Regions from separate parts of the Sus scrofa genome. Here region 1 is linked to region 2. Evidence: chromatin contacts called from public targeted proximity ligation data. All regions are on one chromosome and are shown on one strand. The core of a region is the stretch at or near the end of the contact, and the rest is flanking DNA. Distances in the headings are between cores, read along the strand shown. Region 1 overlaps LOC106510102. Region 2 overlaps LOC102162289 (a long non-coding RNA gene).

The links.
Region 1: a contact with region 2 is called in a targeted proximity ligation map of skeletal muscle, with 4 times the contacts expected there. A contact is called at or near these places in 1 of 47 Hi-C or Micro-C datasets (embryonic fibroblasts) and 1 of 2 datasets of targeted methods (skeletal muscle).

The regions. Positions count from the first base shown.
Region 1 is chr4:82,369,947-82,374,981 of Sscrofa11.1, reverse strand. All of the region lies in intron 1 of LOC106510102, which reads left to right. Among named protein-coding and RNA genes, the nearest start is that of XCL1, 64 kb to the left of the region's middle.
Region 2 is chr4:82,082,594-82,088,091 of Sscrofa11.1, reverse strand. It overlaps LOC102162289 (a long non-coding RNA gene), which reads left to right. Exons shown (of 2, transcript XR_002343350.1): 2 at 291-474. It also overlaps the pseudogene LOC106510108. Among named protein-coding and RNA genes, the nearest start is that of ATP1B1, 150 kb to the right of the region's middle.

The sequences.
Region 1 (5,035 bases), core at 827-3,326, 290 kb before region 2:
AAGAACCTTACTTTTCTGATGTATGAAATGGAGATAGTAACAACTCATTCTTGATATTGTGTTCAGAGTTTAATAATCAATAAATGTAAATGTATTGTGAACAGTGTTGTGTATATAGCATGTATCCAACAATGGTACCTGTGATTATTAGTTTTTTGGTGGATCCTTCAGTGGGAAAATCCTTCCTTTTCTCCATGTACAGGAATCTCTTTTTTAACCTTTTCAGGACCAACTTGATGCCAGCCTCCACAAAAATCCTAGTACAGATTCTCTTAGTCAGATTTAATCTTTTTTCCCTCTGGGCTCTTATCACCTTTTGCATCTTTGCCCCTTCCCTGCCCCAATTAATCTCAGAAGTATTTTTCTTTGCAGTCTGTCTCTAACCTAGATTTAAATTTTTTACTTATCTCTGAATTTTCTCATCATTTAGTAGAAAGGCTCAGATGTAGGAGGCATGTAACAAATGTTTGTAGAATTCATTGAGAATTCTCGCTAATCTTCAAACCTGAGAAACTTATATACTTTTAGAAGGGGCTCCTTTCTCTTCCTAAATTTCCCCATCAGAATTTTGGAAACAATATAGAGTCGTGAGTAAATGTATGGTGTCTGAAGTCAGTAGACCTCTCCTGGAATCTCATTTCAGCAATCACATCCTGTATTTCCTGGTATATCATAAGTAGCTAATATTATGTTCTCTATTATTATTATTGTCATTGAAGACATTGTCATCATTATCAACACAGAGACAATGTCTATCCTGCTTATAATCTAAATAGGGAAGGAAAGCACATATGAAATGTGACCAGAGCATAGTACAAGACTGATATTTACTAGCCTTCACTTGACCTTGGAGCACAAAAATAGTGTAGCTGGCTCCACTCACGAAAAGTTCACTCTGGAGTTCCCCTTTGGTTCATCAGGTTAAGGATCTGGCATTATCACTGCTTTGGCTCTGGTTACTGTTGTGGCTCAGGTTCTATCCCTGGCCCTGGAACTTCTGCACACTGAAGGAAAAAAGCAAAAGGATCACGCTCCAGGCATGATAGAAAGGAAACAAACTGTTTCTAGGTAGTTTACACTGCTTCCTGCGCCAGCTGATCAAAGTAACTAGAGCAGATAAGTGCCCAGTAAAGGCAGGAAAAAAAAAAAAAGAATCCTATTTCTGTGCTAGGGATAAGATAGCATGTTATAAAAGTGTATGTATAGAACTCTGAAGACAGGCATTAGCTGTCAGATCTCCAGTGACTGAGAGTCTCAGAACTGTTGTAGAAAAGTGACTGTGAAAAGGAAGGTCGGCCAAAGGAGGACCTTTCAGTCCTGTAAGCTGCCAATGGGCTCTTTGCCATAATTGAAGTTCATCCTGTTAACATCCAAGAAGAGAGGAACTGAATCTGTAACACATGTGGGCATAGGATGTAATAGAAAGAAAAAGAGATTCTGTCCAGGATTGAATACTTACCAGCTCAGTGGCTTTTATAAATGACTTAATCTCAGTGAATTTCAGTTTCCTGAGGACTGTTGGGAGGATTCAAGATTGTGTAACATTCCCATGCTTACTAACTGGCAACTTCACCATTGAGGACTCTATCATTGAAAAGCAACTAAAAATTTTCAAATTAGAGAATAATAATCGAAACTAACCATACACAAAAACAATTTCAGTTAAAATGCTCTGACTTGAGTTTTGAGTATGGGCCTCCAATGACTCTTCTTGTCCTGGATCAAAACCTCAGGAGACAGTAAGTTGGCTTCTTTCTTTTTTAAAAAATTAAAAAAAATTTTATTAAAGTATAGTTGATTTGCAATGTTCCTTCAATTTTTCTTGTACAGCAAAGTGACCCAGTCATCATGTGTATGTACACTCTTTTTTTTTTTTTTTTTTTGTTTAATACTGTCTTTCTATTCTGGGTCCAATTCTATACCCTAAATCTCAGCTTAGAAAATTCTTGAAATTATTCTTAGGGGCACTGAGCAAGGGGGTGGGAAGACATCAATGCCCACTGTTCCTACTATAAAGGGATTGCTCAAGGGCACATGCCCCACTGATGATGGGTTAGTGATGTCACCTTCCTACACAAAGGACATTATTAATATCACAGTGACTCACACTGTGTGGCTTTCCAGGCACTTGCTGGAGGGGAAGGGTGGGGAGAGATCTATGTAAATTAGAAGGGAGGAGAGGGACTGAGACTTAGGTGAAATATTTTAAATGGGGAAGTAGCACTCTCTTTAGCTTTGAGAGAAAAGAAACTTGGAAGTCACATGAAAGGCAAGAGAGAGGGACATTGAAGAGGGAGTTAGAAAAGGCAAAGGGGAGAAATTATTAAAGAAGGTAGAAAGCAGAAAGAGAGGAAAAAGTAGCCGGATAAGAAGGTAGAAAAGGAGTGTTATTTTTTACCTAGAATTGAAAGGATCAAGCTATGGAGATGGATGATAAAAGAAGATTAAAGTTGTAAAATATATACAGAGGTCAAAGTGTTCCTAGGAAGAGGTTTTTAGGAACATTTAAGTCCGTGGTTTATGAGAATTTGATGATATCCATGGACAGAAACAAAGCATATAAATTGCAAATGTTGTATACAGTTTCATAGAGTGCATAGATTCCCTAAAGCCAACCTGTGGGTTCTCCTTCTAGGAGATTCTGCCTTGTATGTTCAGTGTTGATTATGACTTGAAAACCTTCTCTTTGGAAGCTCCAAATTTCCTTTCCAGCCTGCACGGTGCTAAAATGCCTTAATAGCTTTTCAGGTCAATCTCTTTGAAATGGAATGTCTTTGAGAGACATCAGAACATCAAATTCCTAATACTTTATGTGAAATAATTTATCAAATTACTTTCCCTCTTAATTAGAGAAACTATAATTGTCATAAAGAGGAGCAAAAAAAAAAAAAAAAAAAAAAACCCTCAGAAGATAAATAGTTTAAAGCATATTTGCAGAAAACCTCACTGGGAAATGGCAAGGAGGACAAGCGTAGAGTGGAACAGAGGGCAGGGACAATGAGTTCTTCAGGTTCAGTCCATAGGCACCAGGACATGTACTCTTTCACCTGTGGCCATTTGATCCTTGATCAAGATCAGTGATGTCAAAGGAAGAGGGTAAAGGCTACAACAACATCATGTCCAGAAGGACCTAGAGCAGGTCCCTTGTGCTGCAAATCTTCCCTCTTCTCCTGCCCTTTAGAAATGTGCCTGTGCAAGCTGAGTCACTCCTGCCCTGACTCTTAGTGCTTAAGATTCCTTGACTTTCTCAAGGTCGTTTGGAGGATTTAAATGCTGCATGTTTCTCTTACTCCTTTTCATACATTCTTCTTTCTTTTATTCTGTGGATTCATAAACATAATGCATCTGTCTGACTCAGACGCTGGTATTAGAAATTGTTACATCAACGGCTACTCTTCTCATCAAAAGGAGGACAGCAGGGGGCTTCTCTATGGTACTTACTCTCATGAGCTGTCTATGAGGGGTTCTCAAAGTTTAGTAGGTATGAGGGTCACCCAGGGAGGTGTTTGAATTATGGATCCCAGGTATCAACTGTCACATATTATGAATTAGAGTTTTCAGAAGATATGCATTTAGATATAGTGATTGATAGTAATAGAGAATCTGATCTTTCATAGAAATGTCAATTTAGTGTCAAGGGAGTGTCATGGGATGGACTGGGAGTTTGGGGTTGGTAGACGCAAACTATTACATTTAGAATGGATAAGCAATGAGATCCTGCTGTATAGAACAGGGAACTATATCCAATCTTTTGGAATAGGACATGATGGAAGATAGTATGAGAATAAGTATGTATATTTATGTATGACTGGGTCACTTTCCTTTACAGTAGAAATTGGCACAACATTGTAAATCAATGATAATAATAAAATTATAATTAAAAAGGATTTATCTAAATGCTTTTGAAAAACTTAACTCTTTGACACTCAAACCAGAAGTCATCGCCTCCTGAATTATACCCAGGGAAGAGAGATTGAATATTCCAGACAGCTTCTTCACAGATTTCCAGAGGAAATCAAGCAATTTTAGCCAAGTTTCCAAGGCAACCTCCAAGGTGTATAAGATCACAGACCCTTGAGCAAGGATACTGGTGGGCAGATTATATAGACCTTTTCTTCTAGAATAGACTAAATCAAGAACCCGTTGATTGAAAATAATTTTTTTTCTATGAAGTTTTCCATGACTTCTCATCACATAAAATGTTATTAATATGAACCTCCGAGAAGCAATTAAACCAAATTAAAAAGTTAACACTGGAATCCCTCACATTAGAAAAGATTTGCTGAACATCTGCTAACAGGAAGTTTTGAGATCCACTTCTCTTTTAATTCTCTACCTATTAAGTGCATTTGCAAAGAAGCAAGATGCTTACTGCTTGAAATGTCAGCAGCACCTGCTATACCTCAATTTTCTCAATTAAAAAATGTAGACTCTGACCCTTTGTGGGAAGAACCATCTGGTTCAATGATGTTTTTGTTAGTTTTCAGGTTATCCTATGAAACAATGCATGGAACGTGGGGGATTCTTAGGCTTCTTTAGATTTTAAACTTTCAAGTAAAAATAAGGGGTTCAAACAGGAATCAAATTATTCCTGTTGTCCTAATTTTTTGTCCTAGGCGGTTTGTCTAATTCACGCTTGATGAAATTGTCTATCAATTGAGCATCTGATAAGGGAAGGTCTTCTCTTAGACTGGATAATTAATGCTCAGGAAGGCAGAATAAATGTTTATCCGTTTAAAGTCTTGCCCTGAATAATTTATGTGTCATCTGACTGATCAAGTTTTGGTTAATGGACAAACTGTACAAGGATCCAAGTCTGCCTTTTCTTTCTTTCTTTCTTTCCTTCTTCTTTTTTTTTTTTCTTTCTTCCTTCTTTCCTCCCTCCCTCCCTCCCTCCCTCCTTTCTTTCTTTCTTTCTTTCTTTCCTTCTTTCTTTCTTTCTTTCTTTCTTTCTTTCTTTCTTTCTTTCTTTCTTTCTTTCTTTCTTTCTTTCTTTCTTTCTTTCTTTCTCTCTCTCTTTCTCTCTTTCTCTCTT
Region 2 (5,498 bases), core at 527-3,026:
GAAGCAGATGGGGAAAAATTCCTCCATTGCTCCCTTTCTCCTATCTGCTAATCTCTCATCGGTGTGTTCCAATGACTGAATTCAGTCACCTGGAAGAGGCGCATGAGAGATTCTGCCCTTTGACAAAACAGAGAAGAGGAGGAATGAATCGGTGGTCAAAGAGGACCAAGACCCACACAGCACCCAGTGCAATTTGGATTAGCATCTTCTGTGGCTATGGCCATACTGTCTCATAGGATTATTTATGGTATTCATTTTCCTTTTCTCTCTTTCTATGGGCTGGAATGCAGATATAATCGTAGTAGCTGGAGCAGTCATCTTGTACCACAAAATGAATGATGAAGTCTGAGGATGGCAAAGCAGCAAGACAGAACAAGCCTGGATTCCTTATTATAACTGGAACTACAATGCTCCCCACCTAGACTTTTACATAGGAGGAAATAAACTTTTACTATGATTAATCCATTTCCATTATTACTTTGGATCTCTCTATTACAGAGCAGAAACAAAATCCAAATTATCATAACACATTTTCCTCCTGGATCTTGATGTCCAAAGGATATTAGATATTCTCTTTGATGCATTCATTCATTCATTCTCAGCCTTGAAACTAACAAAAAAAGAGACAGTACCATGGCAACAATATATTTTGTTTATCTTTGGGCATGTAAAATTTTATGGCATCTATCAAATCATGTTGCTTGAGCAGATTTTTTTTTTAATTCCCACATTCAAAGATAAAGTTTCAATGAGTAACAAACAGTATCAGTAGAGAAAGAAAAAAAGTACAAAATGACAAATGTTACAGTGTTTCTTAAATTCTAAAATGGAGACAAAATCACCTGGAGAACTTTTTGAGAGATTCCTGGTGGAGTTCCTGCTGTGGCACAGTGGGTTATAGCAGCTCTGGCCACTGTGGAAATGTGGGTTTGATCCCCAGCCTGGTGCAGTGGGTTAAAAGGATCCAGAATTGCCTCAGCTGCATCTTGGACCAAATCCCTGGCTCAGGAACTTCTATATGCTGTGGGTGCAGCCATAAAGGTTTTTGTTTGTTTTGTTTTGTTTTTAAAAAAGATTCCTGGATCCTAGACTTGGAGAGTCTGATTTAGTATATTTGGGGTGAGGCCTGAGATTTTGCATTTCTAATAGTCTCCCAGGTAATGCTGATGCTGCTGGTCCAGCAACTACACTTGCAGTAACATTACTTTAGAACACAGTGCTGGAAGGATGGGGACAAGTTGATGAAAACTGCCCATCACCTTAGACACAACATAGACGTGGGACTTTTTTAAAATCATGTACGTGTGAAAAGCTAAGGTTATCCGTGTTCCTGCAGTGGAAAGATCCCTAAAGAACCAGTAGGAAAACAAATTAAGTGGGGGGGGGGGCTTGGGTAAAGGATCCAGGTGAACAGTTGAAAGGGGAATTGTTGAGCCTTCAAAGATCCTGAGAGTGCCAAAGGGAATGTCTGCCAGTCTGTGGTCAGTTTATCCACCAGTCCTGTCAGCTAGCTCAGCCAAGGACACAGAGAGGCACTCTCACAACTTGGCAGTTGCCATGGTCTCTTCTGAGAGGTGCCACAGATAGGGGCGGGGGAGAGACTTGGGAGACTTTGGATCCACTTTCAGTCCATCACAAATAGGCAATATAATATAAGCTAAAAAAAAAAAAAAAAAAAAAAAAAAAAAAGAATAAAAGCTCTCACATTCCAGCACAGTTTCAATGCACGTCTCCTAGCCAACCCTTTTCTGACTACATTACTATCCTGTTCTTCCCACACAGAAATACTGACGCTCTGCTGCCAAAGAGCGTGGGTTAAAAATCTCCTCTCTACCCAACCCCCGCCCCCCCGCATTAATCTAATCCACTTCTGTGAAGTGTGTGTGAGATTTCACATAGACAGCAGGGCAGAAGAAGTGATCTGGAAATAAATTATTGGCTGTCTAAACATAGACACCAGATTTAGATATTGACAGAGCTTAACATAAAACTTCCTTCCTCCTCCTTTCTTTTCCTGTTCCTTCTCCCTCCTCCTTTAATTCTCACTCTCTGCACATCTTACCCAACTCCCACCCTCCACATCGTACCTTCACTCCTTTCAACAATCAGTGGGCTCTTTAGCAGGATTTAACTTCATCTTGAGCAGTTCTCTCTCTTCTTAACTAAATCAAAGATGCATACAGTACTCTCCTTTCATAAATGAATCTCTGTTGGGCCTTAATTAAGATTTATAAGGATTGGGTCATCTACACCTCAGGGGCCCCTTCACTCTGACTCTGGGTCTGAATGACCCAGAGGCTTCAGACCAGGGACTGGCTTCCTGGTTCGCCTTATCCATGAGCTAGTTGCCTAGACTCTTTCTACCAGTTCAGAGATTGTCTGCACAGTGACAAGCTTACGTATCATGCATAAAGATGAATTATTTCTCTTCAGCTGCCCCAGAGCAAGGCTTTGTAAAGTGTTTATTTCAAGAGTTTTCATGCCTTATCTTCACTTGCCCAAAAAACAAAACCTGTCATGGAAAATTTTATCCCTAACCTGGAATTTGGGGATTCTGAGGTCAGGTTTCTGAAATTTGTCCCTTTTTTGCCATATGATCTGTCTGCCAAACACATCATGCTTCTGGGCCCAGAGATCCTTCTGTCTGGTATCATCTGAAGATGTCACTGGGACTGCTGAGACAGCTGGGTCTCTCTCTCTCTCTTTCCCTTTTCCTCCCTTCCCCCTTTCTTCCCTCCCTCCCTGCAGTTCCATGTCTCTTCTCCGTGTGGCCTCTCCACATGGATTCTCCAGCAGGAAAACCAGGCTTCTTACACAATGGCACATGGCTTCCAAAATTGAGGGTTCCAACAGAGAAAAAGCGGAAGCTACCAATCCTCTTAAAGATTAAGCCTAGAACCAGAGTAGAGTATTCTATTAGGTAACTGAGTCCAGCCCAGATGCAGCATGGGAAGGGCCTACACAGGAACATCAAGTGACAGGAGGTGTGGTCCACTGGGGGACCATCCTTAGAGACTATTATAGTTGGATACTCCAATATGCCCAAATCTCCTAAACCTTACATATCTATCTATCTATCTATCCATCCTTATGATGAGAGGTACTAGTGCTCACCAGTATCTGTGTTCTCCCCGTCTTCCTTGGGCATAATGCAAGACCAAATTTTCCAGTCTCCTTTGAAATTAGGTGGGGCCTCCAGGTCTAACCTGTCTGAATGTCCCACTAGGTTTATTATCCATTGTTGGTTCTTGCCTGAACCAGTCTTTACTTGGATGCTTGCAAAATGATGGATTTTCAACTCCAGCCTTCCTTCCAGTCAGTGTTCAGCCTTATTGTAGGCCAAGAGCCTTCCCTTTTTGCCCATTTATTTATTTACCTATCTATTCATTATTAACATGACCTCTTTATTGGCCTTACATAGTTTGGTGTTTAAACTGTCCCAGATTTGGTCAGTGAGAGCCCCTTCAAGTTGGATCCTGTGTCTTTTTTGTGTGTTTTAACTTTCTTATACTTTCCAACATAACAAAATATCCCATTTTCTACCTACTCTGTCCCTACCCTGGAATTTGCTATTTCTCTGAGCAGCCCTGATTCCTCTTATTGGGAAATAGTATTTAGAAACCAAGATGAGCTAATTGCTACTGGTGTTGTTGGGGTGGTTTTATTCCTAGATCCTTGCTGTGGACAAAGCTAGAAAGTATATGAATGTGTTTATACATATACATGGTTGTGTATACATTTATATATAAATGTGTGTGTTTACAATATATTCACACATACACAACACAGTTTAGACATAATGAGTTCACACAGATGACATTAAATATTAAACACAATCCACCCCCACAGGGTTTTCTTCTGGCCTACTCCCATATATGCACCTTCTCTGTAATAAGATATCTCATTTGCTTAATTCTATAATACATCCAAAGCAGCTTTAGAATTTCTTCAAAATACTTTAATACTTTTATGTTGACTAGTATCAAACTAGTATCACGTTGACAAACTTGACTAGTATCCATGAGGATACAGGTTGGATCCCAGCCTCGCTCAGTGGGTTAAGGATCCAGTGTGGCCATGAAGGTCACAGAGGCAGCTCGGATCTGGTGTTGCTGTGGCTGTCATGTAGGCCGGCAGCTATAACTCTGATTGGACCCCTAGCCTGGGAACCTCCATATGCTGCAGATGAGGACCTAAAAAGACCAAAAAATCAAAAATAAAGCTGAATGCAAATTGTCAACTAAATAGAACAATGGAGCTCTAATGATAAATATGATAAACACAAAAGTTTTAATTCAATGTTATGAATAACATTTGTATTTTTATATTGGCCTCGGCATAATTTTGTTTTTGACAGCATCTTTTGCAATCTTAGTTTATACCTAATTACATGGATCCAAAGGCTTGAAAGAGGAGTAATAGTGTTTCACTAGCAATTATTAGCAATATCCAACATTAGGAATTTCTTACCATGAATATAAAACTCAAATAATTCCAACATAAATTATGCAATGAAAGTATCAATTATAACATATGATCTGAAAGCAATATGTTTCCTGTTGGCTTGTTATTGAACCATTGGTTGTGTTTCTTTGACAAGGCCATTTGCCAGATATGTCTGTGCCTGAGCCTTGCCTAGAATGTCACTGAGCAGAGCACTCAGAGGCTGCAGCAAACAGCTCACATGGGCAGACATAAACTGGTCTGAACTCCAAAAATTAATACTGATGAAGAGATATAAACATCAAGGTCCCAAAGATTTTTGAGGAAAGGAACACTTACTTTTATATCCCTATAGAATTTAGCATGCTACATCTAGTTGTTGTTTTATACTATCTTGTAAGTTTTTTCAAGTGTCTGCAATTTGTATCCACCAAAGATTTTAAGATTCTTGAATGCAGAAACTCTATATGTACCTATATGCACACACACATATATATGTGATGAAATAGTGGCAGGATCCCCAAACAGACATCCCCCTAGTCTTTGCCCCTATTGCTACTTCCCTTGGCTCACCTTACTCTACCAGCATGTTGAGTCAATAGAATTATGGTGAGAATATTATGGCTGGAGCATTATCTTAGGATCACAGCTCTGTCTCCTCTTCTCATCCATTATACCAAGATACATTGTCCCAACCTTTCTATAGAAGTTCTGCTTCTCCAGTCTTGTCAAGTGCTCAGCTAATCTTTGCCAAGAAGGGCAGGATTTCTGAGGTATATATTACATGTAGATAAGGAAAAGAAGTTAAGCAAATTATACTGGACATAGTATTTAACTTTATCTTAAATATGGGGTAACTTATTCCCAAAGATTGTTTTAATAACTAAATTTGTTATTACATACAAAATGCTTAGAATAGTACCTGGCAAGTAGAAAGCTCAGAATATGTTAGCTATTATTATGTATAGAATGCCTACTATGTGCCCAATGCTTTACTGGGTCCTTCAATACATCATTTCATTTAACTAAAGTGTATTCCACCGTTACTCAGATTC